Linked DNA regions of Mus musculus: region 2 is linked to region 1. The links are chromatin contacts, called in public Micro-C maps. All regions are on one chromosome and are shown on one strand. The core of a region is the stretch at or near the end of the contact, and the rest is flanking DNA. Distances in the headings are between cores, read along the strand shown.

The links. A called contact is a pair of places that touch in the nucleus more often than the background predicts.
Region 2: a contact with region 1 is called in a Micro-C map of muscle stem cells, with 2.5 times the contacts expected there. The contact joins two enhancer-like sites. A contact is called at or near these places in 6 of 484 Hi-C or Micro-C datasets (cerebral cortex, female germline stem cells, forebrain and 2 more) and 1 of 9 other capture datasets (pancreatic islet).

Annotation. Positions count from the first base shown.
Region 1 is chr8:48,299,287-48,302,647 of GRCm38.p6, forward strand. It overlaps Tenm3 (teneurin transmembrane protein 3), which reads right to left. Exons shown (of 27, transcript NM_001145937.1): 13 at 1,469-1,685; 14 at 308-427. Among named protein-coding and RNA genes, the nearest start is that of Gm51531, 11 kb to the right of the region's middle. Within about 2 kb of position 1,690, at least 34 of the 459 cell types and tissues checked have an H3K27ac peak or open chromatin away from gene starts, as enhancers often do. A contact at or near this core is called in muscle stem cells, where this site is marked.
Region 2 is chr8:48,415,133-48,418,493 of GRCm38.p6, forward strand. It overlaps Tenm3 (teneurin transmembrane protein 3), which reads right to left. Exons shown (of 27, transcript NM_001145937.1): 3 at 1,876-2,113. Among named protein-coding and RNA genes, the nearest start is that of Gm51531, 100 kb to the left of the region's middle. Within about 2 kb of position 1,874, at least 3 of the 459 cell types and tissues checked have an H3K27ac peak or open chromatin away from gene starts, as enhancers often do. A contact at or near this core is called in muscle stem cells, where this site is marked.

The sequences.
Region 1 (3,361 bases), core at 440-2,939:
CTGAACTCAGTTGCAGACAGTAAGAAACATCTCCAATAAATACTTCAACACAATTCTTCAAAGACAAAAAATATTCTCTGACAGGACCACAGTATTCTATCACGCCTCAGAAAACGGGATGAACTTTTATGGCAAATGAGTACATGGCTCTCAGCCTCTGCTTCCTGCACTGTCCTGGGTTTTTAAGAGTCTGAGAGTTGTTGCCTTTCTATTAAAAAAGACAATACAACATGACGGGTGATGGGTGGACGCCCAGCCTCATGCTGAGAATCCTTCCCACGGAGACAGCAGGATGCAGCAGACTCACATTCCATCCTGGCGGGTAATGGTATATCCATATTCCGAGTAGTGTAAAAACGACACGTTGACGCCAATAAGTGGGGTTCCATCAGCTGTTAGTACTTGGCCTCTGATGACGGACGCAAGACTGTGGGAAAAGTACAAAAGACTGAATGAATCTCTGTTTTCCCTGGCCAACATTATCATGATTAATAGATAAGTCAAGCCAAAGGTAAAAATATCATAAACAATCAAGGGCTATTCACAAAAAAAAGAAAAGAAAAAAGAAAAAGAAAAAAAGAAAAAAAAAGCAGATCTGAAATAGCCCCAAGACCATCTTCCTTTAAATTCAGTGTAATTTATTTCTCTAAATGCCTGGTGTTCACCCCGAGTTTTAATTTGCTGCAATCTATTTATTTTGGAGCATTACCAAGACTAGTAATTTTAAAAATTATAATTGATGCCCTTTTTCCCCCCATATAACATATATATGACTTCTAGAAGAAAAGTATCCTTTCCAATGAATTCCAGGGCAATCTGTAAATCTGCTGGGACCACAAAGTACAAGATTTAAGTGGGCAATGAGAAACACGTGTGCAGCAGCTTCTAAGCTGCTCCTGGGGCTCGGTGCATGATTGCCGTCAATGGCTGCAGACCCAGGAGTTCTGCGTAAATCATCTGCCTCTGCCCAGCGAGACGCGAGACACCTGCTTTCAGTTTCTGGTTGATTTTCAGGTCATTACTGCTCTGTAAAACACCAGTCAAACAGCTTATGCAACCTTACTGCCATGCCGTTAGCAGCTCCATTACATTAATTCATAATTATTTAGTGAGCCCAGCTTAAAAAAAAAAAAAAAAAAAAAGAAGTGCACTTCTCTTTGCCTTTTGGGGTCTTTTCATCATGCTTTCTGAAATGTTTCCAACTGGGCTCAAAAAAAAAAAAAATCAGCTGGTTAAATGAAGATTTATTGACTCCTTAACGGGATGTCCTGTTAAATGTCAGGTATTGAAATTGACAAAGTATGTGAACAGTGTCAAAAATGCTCAAAATGGGAAGTTTGATGAAGAATTTTGCAAAAAAGGAAAAAAAAACCACATATAAGCAGTTTTCTCAAACACACCCATCAGCATTTCACACAAAGCCTGCAGAACTGTTCTCAAGACCCTTATGAGGAAAGCAAGCATTAACCTCTTATTGAACGGACTTTCTCCAGGGAGCACGTGGGTGCTATCCGATCCAATCAGGAAACTGATTCGGTCATAGAAGGACTTGGCAGCTTGCTGAGATGGTGTCTGAAGGCTTTGGCTAATGATATCCTGAGGATCAGGCAAGCCACGACAGTAGGGCTGGTTTTGGCAGGAGCTCTGGAGGCAGCAATCAGGATCCATGCAGTCAATGAGTCCGTCTGCAGAGGAAGCAGCAAACCGGTTAGCCGGCTAGCCCGATCTGCTCCGTGTGCCACGCACAGCGTGGGGTGACTTGTGTCTACTGGCGGGTTTGTTTCATGGCAGTTAATTTGCCACTGTGTATCTGATGGCTATCTTTGCGAGGCATCCTTTTGGAAGCCCAATGAAATACAGACATCGTACTGGAATCTGCTTTTACAGAAAGTAAAGGGCTAGATTGAGAACAGTTGAAAGTAATCATGTTTACCATTTATTCCCAGTGAGGAATGTGCAGTACTGATTAGAACACCTTATTAGCAGGAAGGAATCAAGACAGTTGTAAACACAATTATTGAAACTGTCTATGTTTTAGAGAAATGCCCCAGGAGTTCCCATACTAGGCACACAGAGAAAACAGACAGGGACCCTTGTACGTTGAAGCTCTAAAATTCGGAAAAGGACTGCAAAGGGAGAGATGTGAAGAAGCCATCACAAACACGCTAACATAAAGTGGGTGAGTTTAGCCAGCCATCTCCCATAGAAACAGTTCTTCTAAGAAGGGTAAATTACATTCTAGCAGGGAGTAAGGCATTTCTCAAATTGATTTCTTTCTTTACTACCCCTAAAATGCAGTATTATTAAAACAACAACAACAACAACAACAAAATAGCAAATGTAAATTAGTCATAATCATGGAGGTTATAAAAATGTCAACCATGGAACATAGACCTACGATATTCGTGACATAAAGGAGCATGGGTACAGTCACCAATGTCTTCTTGCTAAGAATATTACAAAGGAACACTTGGTGGCTCACAGTCACGCACCACATGACACATTTCTGTTAACAAGGAGCTGCACGCAAGTCAGTGGTCTCAAAAGACCTAGCGCTGCTGCCTGCTAGTGTGACCTGCTTGCCCAGCGCGCTGCCAGTCACAGAAAACTGGGCTGCAAGGAACATGCCATCAAGTACATAGCATTTAATAGCGGTAATAAATGACTATGCTGCTGGTTTATTATCACTTGTTCCATGATATCATTTGCCATCTCTTCAGAGTATGTTCCGTCCGGTGCATTTTACATGATGTGCCTTGCTATGACAACAGAGGTTTCTCATGTCTCAGGATCACCGTCTCTTTAACATTAGGTAACCAGGATAAGCGAACGCTTTAGAGGCCTGGAGCAGTGATCAAATGGTTCGGTGATGCAGGTCTTGGAATGCTTCTTGGGCCTGAATATATTCTGCATGAGGCTTATCACCACCCATGTGATATGCGAGTGGCTGTCAGTCACTGCCATGCCCCCCCCCCCCTTTAAGCCCATAGTCTGATCACCAGTTAAATACATAAAACTGGATCTCTTGGTAACTGTATGTCTTAAAATAGATTAATGAAAACTATTGTGAAGATATCAAACATTCTTGGGTAACTGACAAGACAGTTTGTAGCTACTTTACCAGCAAGGAGCAGGGGATCTTATGGAAAATCCAGATGAAAAAATATTTAGATGATGTCTATATTTTATTTATACAAGTAAAAAAAAACCTACTTTATTTAAAAAGTATCCTAAAGTTTATTTGCTTTATACTATACTGAGTTTGCCCTTTCCTTATCTGATGGCAAACCGAGACAGGAGGTAACAGTGCTGATAAGCTGGCAGGATGGCTCAGTGAGTAAACATGCCTGCTACCAAGGTG
Region 2 (3,361 bases), core at 624-3,123, 120 kb after region 1:
ATCCATATTCAATTTGACGACTCAACTGGAAATTTACTTTTTTTTTTCCTAATAAAGTTTACAAGATGACAACAGTGAATCAGTGCCGATTAGTTGCTCAGTGGGTACTAATTAATTAAGCCAGGTAAATTTAGGTCCATGCTAAAAACCTTGAGAGGAAAGCAGATCTATGCATGGGATTCTTTGTCTGGGGTGAAGGGAACGAACCCTTCTGTTTCCTTACTTTTCTTTCTATTTCTTTTCTTAATTTCTCCCAGAAGAGAAATACAATATAAACAATAAAACTCAACTACTCTTAGCTGGCGGTGCAGTTAAAAACCAAGAGTTCCTTGTAACTTTGTTAAGGTCGACGGTGAAAGAGAAGACGGAATGATTTTTATCCTTTATAACTAACAGTGAGAACCTTCCGCTAGCTCCTCCTCGGGACAGAATTGGTATAGCTCACACAACCGATGGCAGGAAATAACAGTGTATTCATCATGTGATGGCTTTCTCAACCTAGAAGTTCATTTAAATGCTGGCATTAGCCATGGGCTCTGTTTGACATTGGGGGTGTAGGGGGAAAGGGCATTCTCTGGGTCCAGAGTTCACCATTTCTGAGCTTTTAGATGGTGATAATGCATTTCCTCTGAGCCTAATAAAAAGCTAGTGAATCACAGAAATAAACGGCAGCCATGGTAGAGGATGCTTGCTGCCAGGCTGCCCGGAAAAGACGGACAAGGAAAAGCCTAACACTTTGTTCATACAACACCCAACACCAAGGAGCTAATGACTGTCCCAGTGCTGTCCACAGAAAAAAACAAAACAAAACAAAACAAACAAAAAACAGAAGCAAGCAAGCAAACAAACAAACAAAAAACACGAGTTGTATCAGCCAGGAGATATTTAATCACCAAGTAGATTCGCTTAGGATAATTTTCATCAAGTTATATTTTCAGATGAGCAGACAGCCACAGTGACCTGGCCCATGCAGGAAGTTCTAATTTCAGAACCCTTTTCAGAATATACTACCAATATGTTAGAGATGGATCCAGAAGACAAGAAATGCATCAAAATGGTTTGTTTTGGGGGGTGGGGTGGGGTGTTGAGTTCCAGATAACCACTTGTCTGATCACAAACAGAGAACAGAATTTTTAGGGGTATGGATCCCGCTTCCTATAAGGGAAGAACTTCATTTCCCAATAGAACTAAGGAGTATATGACCCAGAAGCTCATTGGAAAAGGGCATTTCTTTAAGGGTCCCACAGACCTTTATTTTGAGTATCTTTGAAAACATTGCAGGAACGAAGTTTAAAGAGTGAGCTTGCTCCCCCCCTCCCCATTGCAAGAAAGCAAAGACATTTTTGTTTTAACTCGAGGTCATTCTTAAGTGTTGTACTTGGGGAAGGGGCACTATTTGTTTAGGAACCACGGGCAACGTCTAGGCGGAGGAAGTCTAGAACCAGTCAGCTGTCCACACGATCACCGAGTCAAGGCTCATGGGACCCACAACCGCTGTTTATAACCCCTTCCACTCCCCACCTGCCCAATCAGTGAGGGGGTGGGAGAAAACAGCAGTTGAGAATTGTATCACGGAGGCGACAGTCTCACCTCTTATAAGGAATGAAATGTGTGAAAAGATGAAAAAGCTCACTGATTCAGCATCTAAGAAATTTCCAGCAATCTGGAACTGATCTTTAAAAACGGCAAAACACCGGGGTAAGGGGGGGGGGGCGTATAATTACGATACATTTCTGTTAGTGAGAAAAGCGTTGGGCTAGTTTATTTTTGAACTTTGAAGGCGTCAAAATGTGCCCCGTTGTAAATCGTAGCAGCCTGTGCACCGAGCGGCCTTACTGATCCAATGATGTGAGGGCTTCGAGCGGGAGGTGTTACCTGCTTTCCAGTGGTACATTACTGCCAAGGACCCAGCTGTCCTGCAGCTGGACGGACTCGGGTGTGGTTTGCAGCTCGGCGGGCAAAGCAGCCGGCGGGGCCGGACTCTGGTTCCTTCTATTGGTCAGGGAGTTTCTATTGAGGGAAGTGATGGACGGGTGATGCTGCGCCGGGTGCTGCTTGTGGGATGGCGGCAAAGGCTGCAGGGTGGGTTGCCCTGGGTTGTTTGAAGGTTGCTCTGCGGAAGGAGAGAGACAAAGGGAAATTCATTATACATTTCTGTGTGTATGTAGGTGCATCCGCACTGCCACTTTTCTTGCAGAGCTGCATCGGATAAATTAGAATTTAAAAAACTGCACAGAAACCCACAACCTAACACATTTGCATATTATTCTATTAAGGGACTGCTCAGTGACATTCTCAAAGACCAAGTTTACCCTTGATACGCAAAGTTCTAATTAATATACAACAGATGGCAAAATTGCTTTTGGTTTTAATTTGTTTCAGTTTTTTTTTCATCTGGCTTTATTAACACCTACAGAAAACATCACCTGACAGCTCCCCTAATGTGCCTTTAGATTTCAGCTTTTTTTTTTTTTTTTTTTTTTTTAAACAAACCGAGCCTGAAATTAAATGGGTGATTTTGGTAAAACACAAAGGTTTTCGAAATGCATATAATCCCTGTAATTATTTAATGGAGTTTTTTTAAGCTTTATTTAACAGCAATAAATTATTACAAGCTAGTTGCTAAACAGCAGTAGACTGCTCTAGTTTAGTGCATCTCAAACAAGGCGGCTCCGTGCTATGATCCACTAATAGACGCTAAACATTCCGTAGCAGAAGGTCACTCCGTGAAGCAGATGTTGTTGCGTGGATACTTAACAGACTGAATCACATCCGATTACAGCGTCAGAGACTTAATGACCGTGACATCCATTAGAACACACACAGAACAGATTTTCCAATTTCAGTGTGCTGTAGAACCACAGCTTTTGGAGTGAAGTCCTAGGTGACCAGAGCGACTCCTGCCATTAGATCTGTGGCACAAATAGTTTGTTCCAAACCAGAATCATAAGGGGCTCAACGATTTCAAAATATGAGCACAATATTGCATTGTAACTGTGGGAAAGTTCACCAGTAAACAATCTGCTAAATATCACAAGTCATTGTAACATCTAAGATCTTTGTACGACTTAGCTTTGGACATGTGTAATACTGAACTGACAAATATAGTTTTGTAATAGAAAGGTGATCACTTCATTTAATGTCAAACACCCACAAGATGCCTATTTTTTTTTATTAAATGTAGTTCAAAATGCAACATAATTTTAAAGTGTCTTATTGGATCACGCTATTGATATAAATACCTATATTAAAGGAGAATAGGGAATGGAATGACTATCTTTCGTAGACTGTGAAGTCCAGTAGCGGTTATTAAGGTAAATAATACAGTACATACTGTAACTCTGGTTGCATGAGATGAATA